Linked DNA regions of Mus musculus: regions 1, 2, 3, 4, 6 and 7 are each linked to region 5. A link is a contact called in public Micro-C and promoter capture Hi-C data. All regions are on one chromosome and are shown on one strand. The core of a region is the stretch at or near the end of the contact, and the rest is flanking DNA. Distances in the headings are between cores, read along the strand shown. Region 1 overlaps Gm36134 (a long non-coding RNA gene). Region 2 holds the start of Foxo6 (forkhead box O6). Region 3 holds the start of Col9a2 (collagen, type IX, alpha 2). Region 4 holds the start of Scmh1 (sex comb on midleg homolog 1). Region 5 holds the start of Cited4 (Cbp/p300-interacting transactivator, with Glu/Asp-rich carboxy-terminal domain, 4). Region 6 holds the start of Zmpste24 (zinc metallopeptidase, STE24). Region 7 holds the start of Zfp69 (zinc finger protein 69).

Region 1 (2,700 bases), core at 185-2,684, 450 kb after region 5:
CTGGAACGGAGGTGTGATCACGGCTGGGAAGGCCATTGCCCAGTCCTCTGTCCTGCATTCTGTCCCCTGTGCTCATTGTCACACCCAATCCCTGCTTCAGTATCTGGAATGAAGGAGATGCTGGCTAAATGAGAACCTGCCCTTCGTGATCATTTGGTGGGCTTTGGTCCATGCCTGGATTTCCTACACAATGTTTAGGTTCATGGTTTGTGGGCCACAGGACTGGGGAAAGAACTCTAGTGGGAAGTCAGAAGTCTTGGGCTTTGGTTCTGGTTCTGCTGTGTGCCCAGCAGGTTGCTAGTCCTCTCTCCTGAGCTCTCACATAGCATGGAGGCGTGGTCATTCTGGTAGGGTTAGTACAAGAAAACCTTGTGTATAAGACAGGGCTTGTCAGGGTCTTGGGGGCAGAGCAGGGTAGAGTAAGGTAGAGTGAAAGAAAGTATTGTGGCACCCCATGGGCCAAGGTGGGTGTGGGTTTAGTCTGCAAACACAGCCTAGGAAGGGCAAATGGTGGGCACAGGACATAGCAAAGGAAGGATGGGTGGGGAGAGACCAAACCCCTCCCACCTGGTCTATAGGCTGTGCCTACCCTATCCCCAGGACTGGCTGAACCAACCCTCAAATGCCTTAATTACAAGGCCCCTAATTACCATCAGGCCCAGCCCCTCCTGCCTCTGGTGTGGTGGGCCAATTTCCTGCTCCTTGGAACCATCCTGTAAGAGTTCTATTTTCCCACAGCTGACAGCTCCCTCACCCCCTGGGGGAGTCAGAGGTTCCTGCTTGCCACCGTTGGTGGGAGAGGGGATAGCATCACCACCCAGGAACGCACCAGGCCCCCTCCTGGTCCCCAGCAGCTTATCTAGTCTGGAATCTCAGTGTCTGGCTCTGCCATCTCCTGCCTTGTGCTGCTCTCTGCCACGCACAACCCCATACACTGTCCCCCATAGCTGAATCCCTGGGAGGCTTGCAACTGATGGCTGGCTAGGGGTTAGAAGGCTATAAGGATTGATTATCTAGAGTCCCTCTGAGTCCTGCTGGAAGCTTGTTCTTGAGAGGAACTTGGATGTATCCCTGCATCATGGCAGGGATACATGGAGGCTAGGGCCATGCACAGTGCTACAGGCTTGGATTATAGGGCTGGGGAAGAAGGAACCAGAGGGAATCAGAGCCCCTGAAAAGATGGTTCCTGGAACAGGGAGTGGGGCTTCTCTGCCTTAGCCCTCAGCTTGCCCAGGATCCCGGCAACCAAACAGAGTCAGTGATAGCAGCCAAGCCCAAGCCCGAATGAAGGATACTCTGCGCTGTGGAGTCAGGGTGTCTGGTCTCTCTTTGTCCTGCCTGCTACGCTTCTGCCACTTGGACTGTTGTGTTCCTCCTCAATTCCAAATTTGGTTCTGCCTCAGGGTCTTTGCAGAGTGGGTTGTTCTGGCTGCAGACTTCTTCCCCCACCCCTGACTCCACCCCTCAGCCCCGCCTCACACATCCCTTCAGAAGAGTCTGTTCCTGGCCACCTCAGCAGCTCTCACGGAATCACTTGGCTTTATTTTCTCTCAGCATGCACACCTTGTCCTCAACTGTCTCTTTCTTGCTTGCCTCCTGCCCCAGGCTATACATTCCCCAAGGACAAGGACTGTGTGCCTCCGGCTTATGGTGTCTCCTCATGAATAAGCCCATAGTCTGTACCCAGTAACCTACACACCCTGTCCCCTGCCCCACCAAAGTTTTGTCTTTAAGTCAGGACTACGGTCTGTTCAAAGAAGGGCCGGCCTATGCAGGGTTCCAGTTACTTACTGACCTTAGTAAGCGTCACACTGGACAAATATGTAGGGTAAGCCCACAGCATACCCTCCTGCTCTGGGGAGACAGAGATGAGGAGACGGATAAATCCCTGACCCTGCAGAGCCCGGCCCAGCACAGGGACAGATGCTGTCTAGTTCACTGGGCTAGTTACACTCTGAGCTAAGCACTGCCTAGGAATGAGTGCTGTGGACATAGTACCTCAGTAGGGCTGGAGAAAACAGGGCCCCACTCTCCAGATGTTGAAACTGAACCACTCAACAAGTCACTGGGTCACACAGCTGGAGCAAACAGACTGGTAGCTCTGTGAGCACAGCTCGGTCACTCACTTCTAACTTACTGTTAGGTCTTTTACCCCATGCAAACTGAAACTCCCCAGGGTCAGGGGAGCCATGTCTGTGTTAGATTTTAGGGTGGGTTAGAAATTTGTGGAGAGTTAGAATTTTACAAAGCTTCTTTAACCATTTTTTAAAATTACATATTTAAAAAGATTGATTTTTTTTTTTTGTTTATGTATGTAAGTGTTTCCCCTGTATGAATGTCTGTGTACTATACATTTGCCTGGTGCCTAAGAAGGTCAGGAGAGGGCACTGGATCTCCTGGAACTAAAGTTACAAATGGTTGTGGGCCACCATGTAGGTGCTGGGAATTTAACCCAGATTCTCTGAAAGAGTAGCCAGTGCTTCAAACACTAAGACATCTCTGTAGCTTTCACTCCCCATTTCTATGTCTGGCAGAACATCTTTGTGATCATCCTGTAAGTTCTGAAATAAATGAACAGACTCCTAGCTTCCACAAGCCCACAGGGAGCATGGAGGTCCCAAGCAGAGGTCCTTTGCATTACAGTGACCCTCTTACCCAAGGTTCCCACAACAGCATTTGAAAAACATCTTGATTTATGGC
Region 2 (2,757 bases), core at 225-2,724, 380 kb after region 5:
AGGGACCTCATTTGTCTCCATTTGCTGCTCTTACCATAGAGCCCTGAAAGAAGACAGGAACAATGAAAATGTTCAATATATACCCATTAAACGAGTGAGTTCCTCCCCAACCGTTCTTAACTTTGGGGGTGAGCACTTGTTTCAACAGCCCCTTTGGGAACCTTCCACAGCCTGGAAGACAGTGGTACCTAAAGTGAGGTCCCTAGTGCCTGTCAGCTTGCTAGAAATGTGAAGTCTCGGCCCCAGCACAGACCTGCCGCCAGACACTCGACGGTCGGGGTTCAGGCATCTGTTTTAATCCTCTGTAGGATAAAACCTACCACACACTGAACTTTGAGAACCAATGCTCTAAAATTGTGCTTGCAAGCACAGTAAAAGCCCAGGAAGCCCCATTTGCACAGAGAACAGGTAGGGTTGTGGTATAACGCCTGGCCTACAATCCAGGAATTATCAAACCATTTCTTTTCCCTAGACTGGTCCATGGCACAAAGAGACGAGAGTTAGATCAACCCTTAGTCTGGCTGTTGGAAGGAAGACTTGGAAACGTCAAGGGTCCAGAAGAGGAGGGCGGGGCATTTCTGGGGATGGTAGAAGCGGGGAGGGACCAGTGTTCCGAGCCCCGCCCCATTTCTGTTGCCCCGGGAAACCCCGGGTTGTAACAATAACCTGCTGACGCGCTCCTGGGAGGAATCCTTTGAAGGTTGTGGGCGGGGCAGCCCCGCTGTGCACCAATGGAAGCACTCGGGATCCGCCCCTACGTTGCCCTCCCCGAGCCCGGCAGGGGGCGGGGCCGCGCCAGACGTTTCTCGCCTGCTCCCTAGGGGGCGCTGTGGCGTGCGGGGCTTCGGCGGGGTCGCCCTTAGCGGGAGCTCCACGCCCCCCACAGTCAGCAGGCGGGGCACCCAGTAAGCAAGGATTCCGCGGCCCTGGGCGAGCACGCCCCGCCTCCTTTTGCTCCGGGTCCGCCCCGTCCCCGTCCCCCGCCCATCCCGAGGTGCAGCCGGCGCTGAGCGCGGCAGGCGCGGGAGCTGGCGCTGGAGCCGGAGCGGCGGCGGCATTCACGGGGCGGCGGCGGCGCGGGCTCTGGCACGGGCTCGGGCTCCGGCATGGTGCAAGCCAGCCTCGTCCCGGGAGAGCGGGGCCCGCGCGCGGGACCGGCGCCCGCGGAGCGGCGGCAGCGGCGGTGGCGGTGGTGGCTGCGGGCACAGACAGGCGGCAGGTGCTAGAAGCTGGGCTGGGCGAGGTGTGTGCCCGCTGGGCTCCCGGGCCGCCGCCCCCTCACTGCCTGGGTCTTTGCCTCCCTCCGTGCTCGCCAGTTTGTCCAGCCTCCTGCCTCCGCTCCCCGGCCCATGGCGCCCCGCGGTTGAGCCGGCGCCGCCAGGGACCCCTCCCGCGGGCCTCCCCGGGGCGCGCAGATCCCAGAGCCGCGCGCCCACCCTCCGCGGAGCCTCCCTCCCTGCCTCGCCCGAGCCGGGCGGGACCATGGCTGCGAAGCTGCGAGCGCATCAGGTGGACGTGGACCCGGACTTCGCGCCGCAGAGCCGGCCGCGCTCGTGTACCTGGCCTCTGCCGCAGCCGGACTTGGCCGGCGACGAGGACGGGGCGCTGGGTGCAGGAGTAGCCGAGGGTTCCGAGGACTGCGGGCCGGAACGCAGGGCGACGGCCCCAGCGATGGCCCCAGCGCCTCCGCTGGGCGCAGAGGTCGGACCCTTGCGGAAAGCGAAGAGCTCCCGACGGAACGCGTGGGGGAACCTTTCCTACGCCGACCTCATCACCAAAGCCATCGAGAGCGCCCCGGACAAGAGACTCACGCTCTCGCAGATCTACGACTGGATGGTCCGCTACGTGCCCTACTTCAAGGATAAAGGCGACAGCAACAGCTCGGCCGGCTGGAAGGTGGGGCATCCGGGCTCCGGGCAGGCTACAGGGAGGGGGGCTCTGGAACACCCCTAGGGGTCATGGAGTGCGCGCCCAGGGCGTGGGGCAGGTCAGTTGACAGGCGGGGGCATGCTGGCAGCAGCTGTATTCATTCATGTCCCCTAGGAAGGATGCGCGGGATTGGAGGTCTGGTAGGGTGACAGGGGATACCTTTTTGAGGCATCCCAGAGGATTATCCCTGGCCTGTCATTGAGCGTATAATAGCATAACTCATTTCCAGACCACGGACAGTAGGGAGCCCCCTTTGTTTTGTGTGACTTGTTTTACCCTCTCCACCAGGGTACTTGCTTTAAAGAGCTGGAGTCATGACCCGGGGCTCCTGTCTGCTTTCCCTCTCAAATCTTCCCTGGCCTTCCTGACACTGGCCCCATGGTGAAGAGTGCTAACAGATCAAGCCTCCCCCCCCCCCAACCCCATGCAATTCTTTCTATAGTGTTGAGAGTTCATCCTGGAGCCTAGTCGGGGTGAAAAGCATGGCAGACCACCGGAGATGAGTTCTTCATGGGGCAGTTGTCAGCCCCTTCCCTGGTACAGCATGGGGTGGGGGAGGTGCTTTAGGCTCCCTGCTGGGACTTGTGGGAATGGTGTTGAGGTCTGGGGGGGGGGTCTATTTCTACCCACTCGGGCAACTTATCTCTCACTTCCCTGGCTTTCTGGGCTCAGATGCACTTAAGGAGTGGGGCACCCCTAGAGAGACCTCAGTGGCAGGCAGTGGAAAGGGGAGAGCCATCTTGGGAGAAGACTTGGATGGGGGCTTTACTGGATTGTAGCTTCTAGATCCAGCTCCTCCTCTGTCCATCTTGTTGGGAAATGGGGCTA
Region 3 (3,060 bases), core at 106-2,605, 370 kb before region 5:
GGGCTCCCAGGGGCTGCTGGAGACCCCGAGAGCAAAGGTGACTAGGGCAGCATCTCCCCAAGGAGATGGTGCTTCATGGGGAGTTTGTTGAGCAGCTACTGTGTGTCAGGCACTGTGTGCCATTATGCTCTGTTACTTTATGAACTACTCAGAACTCGGGGGGGGGTACTATTAGGGGTGACAAGCAGAGGGTGAGGAAACACAAAAAGACTCAAGGCTCGTGATCACTGCAAGTGAATGCTGAAACCGTGATTACACCCTAGGTTGGCTGGCTTCTTCCCCTGGGTCACACGGTCTTTGCACTGTCACGATAGGAAATAGATGAAGACATCATTTGCTCAAATCACAGATGATGTGCAAGATGGCACCTAGCCAACGATGGCCGTTCGAACTATTGCTGTTTTCTAACCAACAACAGGTATAGCGGTGAACTGGCACCTCTCCCTCGTCCCTGGTGCAGGTAAAGAGACCTCAGAGAAGAAGGAAAGCTGGGACTCTTCCCACCCAATCCTCCCTAAGGTAGCGAACCAGCCCCGACTCAGGAAGTCCACGCGTGCCAGATGCTGGCGCCAGGTGCCCTCCCCAGGTTAAGATGTGCCAGGCTGGCGCCTCACAGGCGAACTGTACCCCTACACTAGCACTGCTTGGTGAGCGGGCCCAGCATCCCCATTTGGTCCTAAACCGGGCATCTCTTTCCTAGGGCCCAGCTGTCCCTGCGAAGTGAGGCAGAAGCCCACAGTCAGGAAACGGACATATTGGGGCGACAGGGAAGTCTGGCTGGAGCCTGGGTCCCTTAGGAGACTCCGGGGGCGGAGGCTCCGCTGTCGACTGAATAGCCACCATTGTCTCCGCACCACCTGGGCTCTCTCCACTGCCAGGCCCCCGCGCCATCTCCTGCTCGACGCTGCCTGTCCCAGGCAAGGCCAAGCATCCCGAGGCAAGGTCCCTCTGGTTCCCGGACTAGTCAATCTCCCTTCACCGCGAGCGGTTTGCCGGGTATGCATCACCCCAGCGGCTCTGTCCTCAGCTGCCCCTCAGGCTAGGGACAGACTAGAACAGGTCCTAAAGACTCCAGGATCCTAAACCCAGGCTCTGCACCAGGGACGGCGGAGACAGAGAAGTGACAGGACTTACGATCTGAGCCAGGGCGAGCCACAGCACCTGGAGGAGAACGAACAGGCTGCGGGGCGCGGGCACGGCGGTCATGGCGAACAGCGGGTTCTGGAGCGGGGGTCCAAGCACCGATGGCGGGGGCTGCTTTCGGAGCCTCGGACTGGATCTCCCGAAAACGCAGCTAGACGGGCCGGGGCGGGGACCTGCAGGCCTGTCACCTGAGAGCACTGTGGGGAGGAACTGTCCAGCTCCGCCCGGTCAGGGGCGGATCTTCTGTGCCCACCCTGGGTCTGCATTCTGAGTTTGACCAGACGCCCCAGCTGGGAAGTCCCGGGGGCATCTCGGGGTACGGGACTACTTTCTGTGTGAAGAGCAGAAGTCCATTCGAAGTCCCTTTCCTCCTTGCCTCCAAGATCAAAGCCTTCCTCCTGGCCCTCAGCCCCATCCTTTCCCCGGGCAAGCTTGTCTGGGTCCTTTATCCTCCAGAGCCTCAACCATCTCAGGTTCTGGAGACCTGGCCAGGACTCCACCAACTCCATCTTTTCTAAATTGGCTCAGTCCTCTCCACAAACAATCAGGTCCCTGCCATATTAAAACACACCAACATCTTTCTTGAATCTGCCACCTCGGGAATTCCCCATCTGCCTCTTCTCTCCCCCTCCACCATCAATTCCATTAGAGTTGTCTGTGGCCTCTAAATTTCCCTTTCCTCTCGCCTCCCTGCTTCCATCGACCAGTGCGATCCGAACATCTTCCATCCTTGAGGCATCCTGTTAGCATTTGGATCTGCCCTTGGCAATGCCAGTCCTTCACGTCTTCTCTCCCAAGCATCCACCAGGCATCCACCCCATGTGACCTTGTACAGTTATATCCTTTGAAGACAAGTTTTTATCTATGCGAATGAGTGTTTTGCCCTCAGGTATGACCCTGTCCCATGGGGGACCAGACATCCTTGGAACTGGAGTTGTAGAAAGGTGTAAGCTCCTACGTGGGTGCTGGCAACAACCTGGGTTTTTGCAAGAAGAGCACGAGCTCTTCAGCAGGGAGCCATCTCTCCAGATCCCTACAATTACATATTAAGGAGGAGTACATGTTCTATGAAAAGTGTCCCTTAGACTATCAAACACCACAATGCATAGTCACACAAACTAAAATGGACCTGGGCTATCTAACCGTGTGGAACCACCTGCATGTGTGAGGTCCACTGTCAGCCAAGTGACACGATTGTCTTTCTCCTCAGCGGCACCTGCATGCTGCTGTCTCCTGGACTGGGAGAGACTTCTCCCTCACCCCCTTTCAACTGACCTCCCAAGTTCATGGAAACAGCCACCACTTTATTCAGTAACACCCCAAACCCACCTGTCTGGTCACCTCGGTCCAGAGCCCCTTTCTCCTCTCCTTCTCTTCCACTCACTGGCTAAGGGCAGTGGATCTCATGCAGCCACTAACCACAGTTATGACCACAGACACCTCCATGACATAAATGAAGTCTTAGTTTCCTCCTCTGTAACTGGGAACAACATGGTCCCTATCTTAAAGAATTTGCTTGAAGATTGAAGGAGCTGATGGTGGCAGCTGCTTAATGTGACAGCAGTGCGCTGTGACCCTCAGTATCATTTGCTCTTGGTATCCAACTGGCCTCCAGTATGGAAACTTGACCACAAGCAAATCAAGTGACCTGGCCAAGGAGGAGGCCTGGACAGATGGCTCCACAGATAAAAGCACTCCTTACTTTTGTAGAATTTGGGGATTTGCATCCCACATCAGATGGCTCCCAACTACCTGTACCTCCTGTTCCATAGAATCCAATGCTCTCTTCTGGCTTCCATGGGCAACAGCAAACATGCAGTGAACATATAAGCACATGCACATACACAAAACACATAAACACGTGTAAAAATCACCCTCCACATTTCCTTTTCTTAAGTATGTTATGAAGCCGGGGAG
Region 4 (2,826 bases), core at 282-2,781, 260 kb after region 5:
AAGTGTTTTTTTCACAGCAAGTTGAGGCCTTCTGCTGGCAGGGAAAAAAAGCAGAGTTCATTGTCATAAGGCAGTTCTCTCTCCAAGCAAATATTAAATTGCAGTTTGGCACCAATCTAGGTCTCAGTCCTTTTTAGAGCAAAAATAATAAGCTCTTTTATCTGCATGATATATTACACTGTACAATCTTTTGATATACATTAGCTCACTTGATGAAGTGTTCAATTTTTCAAAGGAAGAGAAACCACAAAACAGGATGATCTCTTTTAGCTTGGGGGAACACATGCTACTACTATACAGCTTTTCCCTCTCCCCTCCCTACCCCCACCCGCTAAGTTCAACGCAGTACGAAAATGAGGAAGGGAGAGTACTTTTTATTTAAGGTCAGTCCTTTAGGGTCAAAGCTCTTCCCTTAGAAATGATTGAGCTTGGTCTCTCTGCTCACAAGAAGCTCTTCTGTGGGGGCAATATGGGCAAACCAGTGCTCATCAAAGGAGCGGATCAAAGACCAGAGTAAAGAAAAAGACTAAAGGAATTGGGAGTTAGCCAAAATAAGACTCAGGGGACACGATTACTATCTTCACTCTTAACAGCTGCCCAAGAGGAAACGAAGCAGAAAGACGAGAGACAGCCGTTCCTTTCTACCTATAACCAAATCCATCCAGGACCAGACTGGACGGCCTTACTTTAGAAAGGTTATTAGGACTAGGACGGAGAGCCGTCCTAAAAGGTTCGCCAAATTATTAGGGTATTATTTGGAATTTTTAAAGATAACTTCCTTCCCGAATAGGATAAGAGTAGGGGGAGCCTGGATGACTCTCAGATCTCTTCGCTTTGGGGTATGTTTTGGGGTTCACCTATCTACTAGGGAACTCCTTCCCCTGCTGTGCTCTAAGGTTGTCCGCCGTTCCCTGTCTCAGGTTCGAAACCTTCTGTAGCCGCCGGGTGTTTGCCCGGCTCCAGGCAGGTGACACAAGTGAGTCTCCCCCACCCCGCCCCCAGCCCCGGGACCCCTGAAGAAAGCTCCAAGCCCACTGTGTTCACGACCCCCGGTGCTCCGCTGCTGGGACCCAGGCGAATCTCTCTGGCGACGCGTCCCAGCAGCCCGAAAGAGCCCCCGCACTGGGCCCGAGCCAGGCTTCCCGGTTCCGCCCCAAGCCCTGCTCCCCGCTCGGAAGGGGCCCTGTGCGGGGACTCGCGCGCCGCGCCCCCGACCGACCCCGACGCGTCAGGCCGCCGCCGGACACTGGGCCCGAGCAGATGCGGCGCAGGCCGCCGGGGTTCTGGCCGGGTTGACACGGCCGCCGGAGGGCCGCGGACACAGACACCAGGGTCACCGGGCGGGGACTCGCTCCAGCCCGTGGCCGTAAGGCGGGCCTTGAGGGGCCCGGACCGGGCCGGGGGTGGCAGTGAGGCGCTTACCTGAGGGCGACAGCGGCGCGGGGCGCGGGCGGCTCACTCCCATCCAGCCGCCATGTTTCCGCTGCGCAGGGAGCGAGCGAGGACGCCGGCAGGGGCGGGCGACGGCTCTGGAGAGCGGCTCGGCTGAGGCGGCGGCGGGAGGCGGGGGGCTCCACCGAGGCGGCGGCGGCGGCGGCGGCGGCGGCCGAGGGGCGGGGGGCGGGGGCGAGAGCTGCCCAGCCCCGCCCGCCAGAGACTCCTGCCGCGAGGTGGCGCGCGCCGCGGCCGTTGGGTTCTCTCGCGCGCGCGCGCGGGGCGGCGGGAAGGGGCGACCCCTCGCGCCTTCCCCCCGCCTCGCGACCGCCAGCCCTAAAAAAAAAAAAAAAAAAAAAAAAAAAAAAAAAAAAGCCGCGACCCACTGGATTGCTCGCGTCTCCCAGACAAGTGAATGACGTCCTCTGAGGTCCCAGGTTCGAATCCCGTCGGCCCTCAGCCCCCACCCAGCTGGTGGCCGGCTGTGGAGTAATCTTAAAAGAGTTCCTTCGCACCTTTAGTCTTTCCAATGCGCAGGCGGGAGGAAAACTACTATGAGGAGAAAACCAGTGCGCCCCAAAAGGTGCAACAAGACTAACAAAAGCAGGCCTTCACTTTTGCCCCGTAGTAGGCTTTGAATGTTAGCGTGCTAGGTACTACAGTGGCTAGGGTCCTTCCAATGATGCTACCCCACCCCACACACAATTGTGTCTCAAGAACGTTATGTTTTAGCCCGCGGAAACTGAAGTTCATGGGGGTGGGGGGGAGAGCTACGTCTCCAAGATCACACAATTTTACTGGCTGTGCTCTTGCCTGGAGGTCAGGTGTTAAGGGAAATGCTGGTTGATTTTTATCAGCCTGAAACAAATCTACTCTTATCTCAGAAGGTGGAATCTCAGTTGCATAACAGTCTCCATCAGAATGGCCTATAGGCAAAGTCTGGGTGGGCATTTTCTTGTCTAATGATTGATGTGGGAGGTGCTACCCCTGGGCAGAGGTGGTCCTAGGTGGTATAAAGAGAGGCCAATAAAGGATGTTGCTCCATAGCCTAGCTTCATTTCCTGTCTCCCTGTTGCTGTTCTCACCTCCCTCAGAGATGAACAATGTTGTGGAAGTGTAAGCCAAATAAACCATTTCCTCTCCCAGGTTGCTTTTGGTAGGGGTCTTTATCACAGCTATGGAACTCACACCAGAACCAGAGAGTTCCGGGAAAGCAGCCCTTACTTAGCCCGAAGCTCATTCAATCTGGTTCCTAGAGGAAGCTGCAAAGAAAGGCTTCTCAGGATGAGGAGAGACTGAGAGCAAAGGTGTGGCAGGGATGGCTATCAAGAGTCTGAGAGGCTCTGGGAATCTGGTGGTGATGCTGTTAATGTTAGAGAATGAAGGGAAGCC
Region 5 (2,931 bases), core at 16-2,515:
CTCAAAATTGTAAAGCAACCCAGTTTTATTTTGGTTTTAGAGGCCAGCGGGAGCATGGCTCCACTCTGCAGGGGTTAGGTGTAAAATCCTTCCCTCCCCCGGGCCAGGGGCCCAGGGAAGGTAGGGGGTACGGAGAGATGGCTCCCTAGACCCAATCCGGTTAGTAGGCTGCTCGAGAAGGAAGGTCAGGCAGAGGCCTGTAATGGCTCAGATTGGGGCAAGGCGGCGGAAAGAGGGCACAGAATCCAAGAACGTGGAATCCGAAGGCTGGTTCAGTTCCCTCCATTAGACCGCTGAGGCTTGGGTATGAGAAGCGAGACCCAACTGTCATCTGGCAGGAGGCAGAGCCTGGAGGCAAGGCAGGTGTTCTCGGCTGGAGCCGTCTCGGCACGAAAACCAGGCGCCTCCACCCTCACGGAGGGTGTGTGGGAGCCGGGCCACCGGGCGCAAGGTCCCGTGTCTCTGGGTGGTGGCTCTCAACAGCTCACCGAGCCGGCGGCCGGCGCTGACCCCAGGTCTGAGAAGCAATCGAACTCGCTCTGGCCGAGGAAGAGCTCCGGCAGCTCGCGTACGCGGTGCAACCCGAGCTCGAGTTCCAGCGACGTCAGCGCCTCTTCGTCGATGAGCTCGGTGTCCATGCAGCCCAGGGCGGGTGGCGGCGGCGGCGGCGGCAACGAGGCTGCGGCTCCGGGCGCCGGCTGCAGAGGTGAGGGCCCTCCAGCGGCTGCCGGGGGCGCCGGGATGCGGCCCGGGGACGGTGTGGCTGCAGACTGCAGGTGCGTGCTACCGGCGCCCGGCGACTGCGAGACGGGGAAGGGCTGGAAAGAGACCGGCGACCCGAAGGAGCCGTATGCCAGGGTCCCGGGTGGCGGCGGCGGTCCCAGCGGAGCCCCCCGCGGCCGCAGACCGCTGTCCATGCCCGGGCCTGCGTATGGCTGCAGAGTCCGGGGAGCGTGCGGGCCGTGGGTGTGCGGCGGCACCTGTAGCAGGCAGTAGCCCTCGGCGAGCATCAGGTGGTCGGCCATAGCAGCTGGCGGACAGTCAGGGCACGCCCCGGGTCTCGGCCAGCGGCTCCTCTTGGGCGGGAGACCCGGGCACTGTGCAGTCCCTGCAACTCAACCAGGCAGAGGAAGAATAAATCGGATTCGTTCACTGTCTCACCCGGGTCTCCCGGATCTCCTCTCTTCTGCGCTGCCCACAGCAGTAGTTGCAGGCCGCAAAAGAAACAGACAGCCCAAGGGTTCCCAGGCTTTCGCGCAGTGCCTTGAAGTCCGGAGATTTTTTATACCAAGAGGCGGGAACGCCACGCCCACTCTCTGTCATTGGCTGGATGAATCCCTTCTGGGCGGGTCGTGAACCTGTCCAAGAAGGTATTGGTCCCGCCCCCTACCAGAGCTCCGCCCTTTGGGCCTGCAAGGGCGTCCCAGGATGCAGGCACTTTGGTAGGGCTGGGTGGTTGACATTTTTCTGGGGCTTGGTCAGGCCTTCGAGGTACTGGTTAAGAGGGGGTATGGGAGTAGCTTGAATTTGCCAGATGAGGTGAGAGGGCCAGTTCCTGTAGTTTCAGGATCTTGGCGTCACTCAATTTACTATTTTTTCGGACTGAGCCTCAGAGGCAGGAGAGATTTCCTGGAAACACACAGTAAATAAAGCCTTTAAGATTCAAACCCGGAACTTTGTATTGCACTTCAGCGAAGTGCAATGTCCTTTGAAGAGGTCAGCTCTCTGTTCCTACAATCCCCAGGGAGCCAATTGCTCCTTCTCTCTGGTTCACACTGTGCTGTCTGTTGAAGCTTGTCCTGAGTTGTTATTAAAGTAATTTATGGGCATGTCTCCTGAAGGACTTGTTCATCTTCTTACCCTCAGCATTTGGCCCGCAGCCTGGTTCAGAGCTGGCTTTCTGTAAAAGTGGAATGAATGAGCAAATGATGGCGTGAATTGCAGCTCATTCACCAAACTGCGGCTTTCTCCTCCGTAGGATGCTGGCCAGAGTAGCAGAGACCACAAGCGCCTATGGTGAAAGTTAGCTGAGGCTCTGTGTGTGTGTGTGTGTGTGTGTGTGTGTGTGTGTGTGTGTGTATAGAGCCCTCCATAGTGCCTGGCACATACATATGTATTAAATGTTCTTTAATCTAGTGAAAGGTTGGCTATAAGGCTGGCTCTAATGATCACCCAATGGGGGATTTCCAAAGCTTCTTTGAATCACAATAATCCTAACTTGGAGCTTTAGAGTGCTCTACATTCTACAAGTGCCTTTCTGGGGTAGGGTATGAATTTTTAGCCCTATTTTGCAGATAAGAAGACTAAGGCACCAAAGGAAAATGAGGCTGTGCAGAGGCTGTATGCAAATAGTCATTCCTATATGCAACAAGCTCTTTGAGCCACAGGCATGCCGGGGACGGTTTCCTGGAGCCTGACTTACACATGTTGGCTTTCCCCTCCTCAGGCTCCCCTCCCCCCTGCAGCAGCCTCTGGCCTTCCTGGAACTTTGGTTTATCTAGCTGGTGTAGAGGGGAGAAGTTTAGCAGCCGAGTTCAGAGGCCCAAGTTCTAATCATAGCTCTGCCACCTGCAGGGGCGTTGGGTGGGGGCTGGGGGGGCATCACTTGATTCCATAGGGCCTCTGCTTTCTGCTGTGAAAGGAAGTTGGTGGTCCTAGTCTAGTATAATGAAAGCCTTGGGCTATCTCTTTTTCTCCAGATAGGGCTCCACACAGAAATTCTTAAACCTGACTGTTAGGGGGAACCCTAACCTTCTGACTCAGAAGGTTAACACTGAGATGTTTGTTTGTTTGTTTGTTTGTTTGTTTTAGGCAGAGCCTTGCTGTGTAACCCAGGCTGGTCTTGAAGCTGATATTATTGTCGTTCAGCCTTCCTAGTGCTTAGACTGTGGGTGGTTTGGAATCATAAGACTATGTTTTTAAAAAAAATCA
Region 6 (2,837 bases), core at 118-2,617, 430 kb before region 5:
ACCTAGGAATACCACTCTTCCATTGGTACAATGGAGAGAGTCCCTAACATCACAGTGGCATCCACCCTTTGTTGACACAAGGGCTAGGCTATGCTTGTGTTTTTCCACAGGACTCTACAACACCATGATGGGTGCCAGTACAAAACATCCAACCAGCCATGGAAAAGGAGGACAGGGACGAAGCCTCCTCTCTGAAGACCTTCTACCTGAGGAAATGGCACTTGTTAGAGCTATGTCTCTACTTGCCTGTGATCCCTGTTTTCATGCCATTTGCCTTACACCCAATCAAGTACAAAATATTTCCCAGGCCCATGAACAAAACTCAAAGTTCAGCTAACAGTTCAATCAGTAATTTTGCTGAAAGCAAAAAATCCCCCAAAAGAACTTTTGGTTGCCAAAGAATCTGTGATCCTATATTGAAGTAATTCACTTTGTCAAGTAACTTCTACTGATTACGCTCATGCAGATAAATTTAGTCATGGTTGAGAAATTTGAAACCTTAATCTCAACATCTTTAGCATCACAATCTCACCATATTTTAAATTGGAGCTACATATTTTAATTGGAGCTAAAGATTTCGCAATTCACTATAAATAATGTTTATACAAAGTGCTATTAGTTCATAGAAACTATTAATTAAATAACATTTACTTTGTGGTCAGAAAAATTCTGGCTTCACGTTTCAAGTAAAGTCAAAGTAGTAACAGGGGCCATAGTGACCCTATTTCATTGTTGAATTCCAAGGCAAAGGTACTGAGCTGTGATGGTGTGTGGTGATGTGTGGTGGTGGTGGTAGTGGTGGTGGTGGTAGTGTGTGTCTGAAACAAGGTCTTGCTAGGCTTAAAGGCAGTGGCTACCAAGCCTGCCTGTTTGAGGTTAGAAATGCAGTCCCAGGACTCACAGGTAAATGCCTCTTCTGACTTCACTTGGGGAGGATGAGATGAAATGTGTAAATGAAAATCCTAATCACTAGAGTCATTTTCATCTCTAATATTCCCAAAACCAGAACTTTCGAAGACAAGCCAAACAACCCCAAATGCCTCGTTTGGTTAGTTATCCTGGAGATGCACATCTAACCTTTGAACGGCACTAAATAGAAGGAAGGAAAAGTTTTAGAGCCTCTCTCATCCTTCCCAGCTACTTCTAGAGGGAATATTTCTATGACCCGGCTTATCCGGTCCGGTTAAGCACCGGGGTCCATTGCCCTCTCTGGTAACCCGCCAAAGCAAAGGAGAGGCGGCGACCACACTGACGTTCCCAGGAAGAAGGCCGGAACCTTTGAATTGGATCCCTGCACACAGAATCCGGAGGGATATTTCAGGTGCACCGCTGCTCATTCTTCAGGCGGAAGTGAGGAAGGTGGGGCGTCTTATTCTAGCAGAAATAAGTAGGTCCTTGAAGAGTAAGGCTGGAGGGAATCGTGTCTTTGTGACACTTCTGGCAAAGCTGAGGGAATGGGCGTCTGAAGAAGCCCTCGGAAGGGACCCGTATTGTTGTGACACCGCTGGCACTCTCCGAGGGACGCGTGTCGCTGAGGCACCGGTGCACGCTAAAGGAGCGGGTGAGATAGGGTGACGATGGGGATGTGGGCATCGGTGGACGCTATGTGGGACTTCCCTGCGGAGAAGCGAATCTTCGGGGCGGTGTTGCTCTTTTCCTGGACGGTGTATCTTTGGGAGACCTTCCTAGCACAGCGGCAGGTGAGCATTGACGTGTCTCCCCCGGCTGAGCCCCTGGACAGCCTTAGGCCAGCCCGAGCCTCTACCCAAGCCCCTTAGTGTTTGCCCGGATGTAGCAAACCGTAACCCCCGGTGAGCTTCCTAACTTTTCCTAATGGTGACTGCCGCTTTGAGGAGTTTTTGGAAAGGCAGAAGTTGTTTGCAACGTTGTAATGGGACCCAAGCCTGTAAGCGGCTAATGAAAGGGAAGAACTGCCCTACCGCCAAACTTGAGCATGTCTATGCCTGCTTTACAGCGTCTTAAGAATCTTTGGACCGGGACTTGACCAAGCCTCGTTGGTATAGGCTTTCTAAGTGGAGGTGCTAAATTTGTAGAATAATAACTTCCCATGATATTGATGTTACCATGCTCAACCTCACTTTGCAACCGTTCCAAAGACTCGCACGCCGTTTGAAAATCCTCATTAGAGCAAATGTTGTTTGGGGCCACAATGTGTGTGTGTTTCATTAAAATTTCTCTTTGGGTTTTTTGTTTAAAACGTTAAATAGTGCAGTAGAAAAGCTAACAGTTTTCCATGGAGATAGCCATAATTAACAGTTTAATTCGAAATGTGAACGTTTTAGTGAGATGGACTTTGAAACAACAAAACAAGTTATCTGCAACATTATAATGGGTCCCAAGCCTGTTGGTGTCTAATAAAAGGAAAGGACAGCCCTGCCGTCAAACTTATGCAGGTCTATGCCTGCTCTGCAGTGTCTAAGTTTGGACAACACTCGTCTGTGTCGTCCTTGAGAACCTTCCCCTTTAACTGCTGGACCTATTTCTTGAGCTCTGCAGTCCTTTTCGTCTGCAGTTTTCTTCTAACTTACACTGTATGTGAGTTTCTTTGCCAGGCAAGTGCTCTCCCACTGAACTACATTTCCCAGCCCTTCGTGACTCTCCGGATTGCAAGTTTGAAATTTTTTTTTTTTTTTTGGTTTTTTTGTTTTTTGTTTTTTGAGACAGGGTTTCTCTGTATAGCCCTGGCTGTCCTGGAACTCACTCTGTAGACCAGGCTGGCCTTGAACTCAGAAATCCGCCTGCCTCTGCCTCCAGGGTGCTGGGATTAAAGGCGTGTGCCACCAAGCCCGGCACAAGTTTGAATTTTAAAAATCTGT
Region 7 (2,700 bases), core at 161-2,660, 290 kb before region 5:
CTGAATGACACCTGGTGTCTGTTCCAATCAAGAGTTAGCTAATTAGTTACTTAGTGCAGTAAGACTAACTGCTTAGCAAGACAGAAGTCAGCGGGTCCCTTAGATGGGGACACTGACAAACAGCTCATGAGATAAACTCAGAGCTTTAGTTCTGCCAACTCCAAAGATCTTCCACTCCTCTCAGGGGTGCAATCCCTTTTCCAGGAGCACCAGATGCAACTGTACAGTAGTGTTTAATAAACTCTCTACTGCCAATTTGTCTTTTTTTTTTTTGCAAATTAATTTACAGCCCAAGTGCCACTGTCTTCAACTCAATAGATAGAGATGACTTTGAACGAAGATCACAGCCAACGACACGAAATTTTTTTGCAGTTCATGAATTTTTCCCATGTTGTTTCACTTATCTTCCCCCATCCCAAACACACACAGACACACACACACACACACACACACACACACACACACACACACACACACACATTAAAGAGAACACCCAGCCCTTCGAGGTTCTACTCATGTGGAGAGGGTTTCCTATATCAGTCCCAAGTCCGCTCATTTTTCCCCCTCCCAGTCTCTATGTGCAGTATGAAAGGTCTGTTTTCCAGATAGCTGGGCAAAAGCCGCTTTCAACTTGGATTAACTTTCTGGATGCTGGTTTTCCAATTTTTGCTCTGGTAAGTGTTTACTCTGTCGTCATCTCTTCTGTATCTTCCAGTGGGCTCAGTTTTATTTTCTCAATGCCATATGTTTACTGAACTTTTAAAGAGATAAGTTAAATTGAGGAACTGAGGAAGGCTAACTCAGACACCAGACACTTCCCCTAGCTACAGGCACTCAGGAAACACGCCGTGAGAATATGGGAAGAAAGGGGTTCTACCTTCCAGGACCATGGGAAAATAAATTCCTATTGTTTAAGTCACCGGTGTGAAGTGTTTTTCTTTGGGGGTGGGAGGCAGCCTTAAGCAAACTAATACATGTCTTTAGGGACATTAAAAATACATATCCCGGAATTTTTTTTTTAAGTTTATTGTTTTCTAGGCCCCTGTTGCCTTTTGGATTGTCTATTTTTCTACTTATCGAATTCACCAGAATTAGGAGATTAGGAGAGAGCAGGAACTGCGTGCGATTTAAGGCTGCATCCTGAAGCCTTAAGAATGAAAGAATGACAGAGAAGCGGCTTCTCCAGGAAGACTCGCCGGGCCACGGGGTACAGGAGACCCTCAGCAGGGGCTGCCGGCTTCGCTGGACACCGCCCCTGGGTCTGCCCGGGCGGCTTCCGGCTTCCGGGATCTGGGTCGCGCAGCACCCGGGTGGGCGGAGCCACGGGCAGGGCGCTGACGCGAGCAGCGTGGGGTGGGCGGGTCCCGGGTGGAGGCGCGGGGACACGAACCGGGCTAGAGGGGCGGGGTGAAACGGCGGAGCTCGGGCATCTGAGCCGCAGCCGGCGCCGCAGGTCCTGGGCTGGGACAGAAGGCCGGGCAGGACGCCTGTGCGCGCGGAGCTCCGCTCCCGGGTGCGGCGGGTGAGAAGCGGGAGAGGCCGGTGTCCAGCCCGGAGGCCGACGGTGTCCTGTGTCCCTCGGAAGCCACGCTGCGCACTGGGCGCCGCGGTGTGAGCGTGGAAGGCTGGCGGGAACGGATCCGGAGATCCTCCGGTGAGTAGGCGACTCTGCTGCGGAGCTGCGAGCTCGACCGGGTGGCTGCCTGCGAAGTTCTGCCGATGGGTCGTTCAGCAAGCTTCTGGGATTGCCAGCTCCTTCGGAAGGAACAGCACAAAGTTTGCACTTAGTGACGAGACTTTTTACATAGTCGGGGCTATTTGCACCAACTCCGGTCTTTTTGGACAGGCAGTCTTTCACCTTTCCTCCTCTTCCCCCAGACTTCAAAGAGCAGTCCCCTCCCCGAGAGAGAGCTGCGTTTGGGTATCAGGTCCACTGAATCTGGTCCCAGTGTCCACAACTATTCATATGCTGAATGGGCGATTCAGATGATGGATTCGGGTTGTTTCCAAATTGCTGTTATGGTCAGTTCTGTAGTGGTTCTACTTGCACTTGACATACTATATTTCCTCCTCTCCAGCTCTGTGGGAGCACATAACCCTGCAGTTTTAATTGCATCTGAACCGGGGATTCGTTTCACCAGCTGTGCTGGGCATTTGGAGTGTGTGATGACGACTGTTGCTGCTGGCTTATGACAAAGCGCAGCCCTGTGAATTACTGTTTTATCAACTGAGATATTCAAGCTGAGCTTTCTAATTGTTTTCTAAAATAACTCTAAAACATGATGGCCACTGGGGCCCCGTAAAGGCTTTGGCAGACAGGTCTGATGCCCTGGTAAAAGGAGAGAACCAACTCTCAAAAGTTGGCATGTGACCTCCACCCCCATAAATAAACGCATGTGATTTTTTTTATTTTTAATTTTTTTTAAAGATTTATTTCTTTATTATAAGTACACTGCAGCTGTCTTCAGAAACCCCAGAAGACGGTGTCAGATCTCATTAGGGATGGTTGTGAGCCACCATGTGGTTGCTGGGATTTGAACTCAGGACCTTTGGAAGAGCAGTCAGTGCTCTTAACTGCTGAGCCATCTCTTCAGCCCGTGATTTTTTTTTTAAACTTTAAGATAATGTTTATTGTACAGCTTTAAAATAAAAAGGTCTTAATTGTTAACTTAGTAGACCTAACATTGTCTCAACACTGCA

Evidence for each region. Promoter capture Hi-C pulls out the DNA fragments that hold promoters and counts their contacts. Hi-C and Micro-C count contacts between places; a contact is called where the count stands out from the background.
Region 1: a contact with region 5 is called in a promoter capture Hi-C map of hippocampal neurons, with 2.2 times the contacts expected there. The contact joins the enhancer-like site here to the promoter of Cited4 in region 5. A contact is called at or near these places in 3 of 39 promoter capture datasets (the C10 cell line, cranial neural crest and hippocampal neurons) and 2 of 484 Hi-C or Micro-C datasets (brown adipocytes and myocytes).
Region 2: a contact with region 5 is called in a Micro-C map of embryonic stem cells, with 3 times the contacts expected there. The contact joins the promoter of Foxo6 here to the promoter of Cited4 in region 5. A contact is called at or near these places in 2 of 39 promoter capture datasets (embryonic stem cells and stem cell-derived epiblast-like cells), 1 of 484 Hi-C or Micro-C datasets (embryonic stem cells) and 2 of 115 datasets of contacts at active chromatin or transcription factors (both in embryonic stem cells).
Region 3: a contact with region 5 is called in a promoter capture Hi-C map of pre-B cells. The contact joins the promoter of Col9a2 here to the promoter of Cited4 in region 5. A contact is called at or near these places in 2 of 39 promoter capture datasets (the C10 cell line and pre-B cells) and 2 of 484 Hi-C or Micro-C datasets (CD8 T cells and the N1E-115 cell line).
Region 4: a promoter capture Hi-C map of hematopoietic stem and progenitor cells shows a contact between it and region 5. The contact joins the promoter of Scmh1 here to the promoter of Cited4 in region 5. A contact is called at or near these places in 9 of 39 promoter capture datasets (the 3T3-L1 cell line, 3T3-L1-derived adipocytes, the C10 cell line and 6 more), 9 of 484 Hi-C or Micro-C datasets (the 3T3-L1 cell line, LSK cells, cerebral cortex and 5 more) and 1 of 115 datasets of contacts at active chromatin or transcription factors (large pre-B cells).
Region 6: a contact with region 5 is called in a promoter capture Hi-C map of second pharyngeal arch cranial neural crest. The contact joins the promoter of Zmpste24 here to the promoter of Cited4 in region 5. A contact is called at or near these places in 3 of 39 promoter capture datasets (the C10 cell line, pre-B cells and second pharyngeal arch cranial neural crest) and 1 of 9 other capture datasets (liver).
Region 7: a contact with region 5 is called in a promoter capture Hi-C map of cranial neural crest. The contact joins the promoter of Zfp69 here to the promoter of Cited4 in region 5. A contact is called at or near these places in 2 of 39 promoter capture datasets (cranial neural crest and pre-B cells).

What each region holds. Positions count from the first base shown.
Region 1 is chr4:120,211,040-120,213,739 of GRCm38.p6, reverse strand. All of the region lies in intron 1 of Gm36134 (a long non-coding RNA gene), which reads left to right. Among named protein-coding and RNA genes, the nearest start is that of Gm36013, 22 kb to the right of the region's middle. Within about 2 kb of position 1,434, at least 14 of the 459 cell types and tissues checked have an H3K27ac peak or open chromatin away from gene starts, as enhancers often do.
Region 2 is chr4:120,285,978-120,288,734 of GRCm38.p6, reverse strand. It overlaps Foxo6 (forkhead box O6), which reads left to right and starts at 1,474. Exons shown (of 2, transcript NM_194060.1): 1 at 1,474-1,896. The coding sequence starts at 1,483.
Region 3 is chr4:121,037,861-121,040,920 of GRCm38.p6, reverse strand. It overlaps Col9a2 (collagen, type IX, alpha 2), which reads right to left and starts at 1,355. Exons shown (of 32, transcript NM_007741.2): 1 at 1,135-1,355. The coding sequence starts at 1,206.
Region 4 is chr4:120,404,053-120,406,878 of GRCm38.p6, reverse strand. Scmh1 (sex comb on midleg homolog 1) reads right to left here and starts at 1,531. Exons shown (of 18, transcript NM_001379185.1): 1 at 1,423-1,531.
Region 5 is chr4:120,664,897-120,667,827 of GRCm38.p6, reverse strand. It overlaps Cited4 (Cbp/p300-interacting transactivator, with Glu/Asp-rich carboxy-terminal domain, 4), which reads right to left and starts at 1,265. Exons shown (of 1, transcript NM_019563.2): 1 at 8-1,265. The coding sequence starts at 1,025. The coding sequence ends at 477.
Region 6 is chr4:121,096,740-121,099,576 of GRCm38.p6, reverse strand. Zmpste24 (zinc metallopeptidase, STE24) reads left to right here and starts at 1,367. Exons shown (of 10, transcript NM_172700.3): 1 at 1,367-1,700. The coding sequence starts at 1,578.
Region 7 is chr4:120,950,398-120,953,097 of GRCm38.p6, reverse strand. Zfp69 (zinc finger protein 69) reads left to right here and starts at 1,410. Exons shown (of 6, transcript NM_001384119.1): 1 at 1,410-1,654.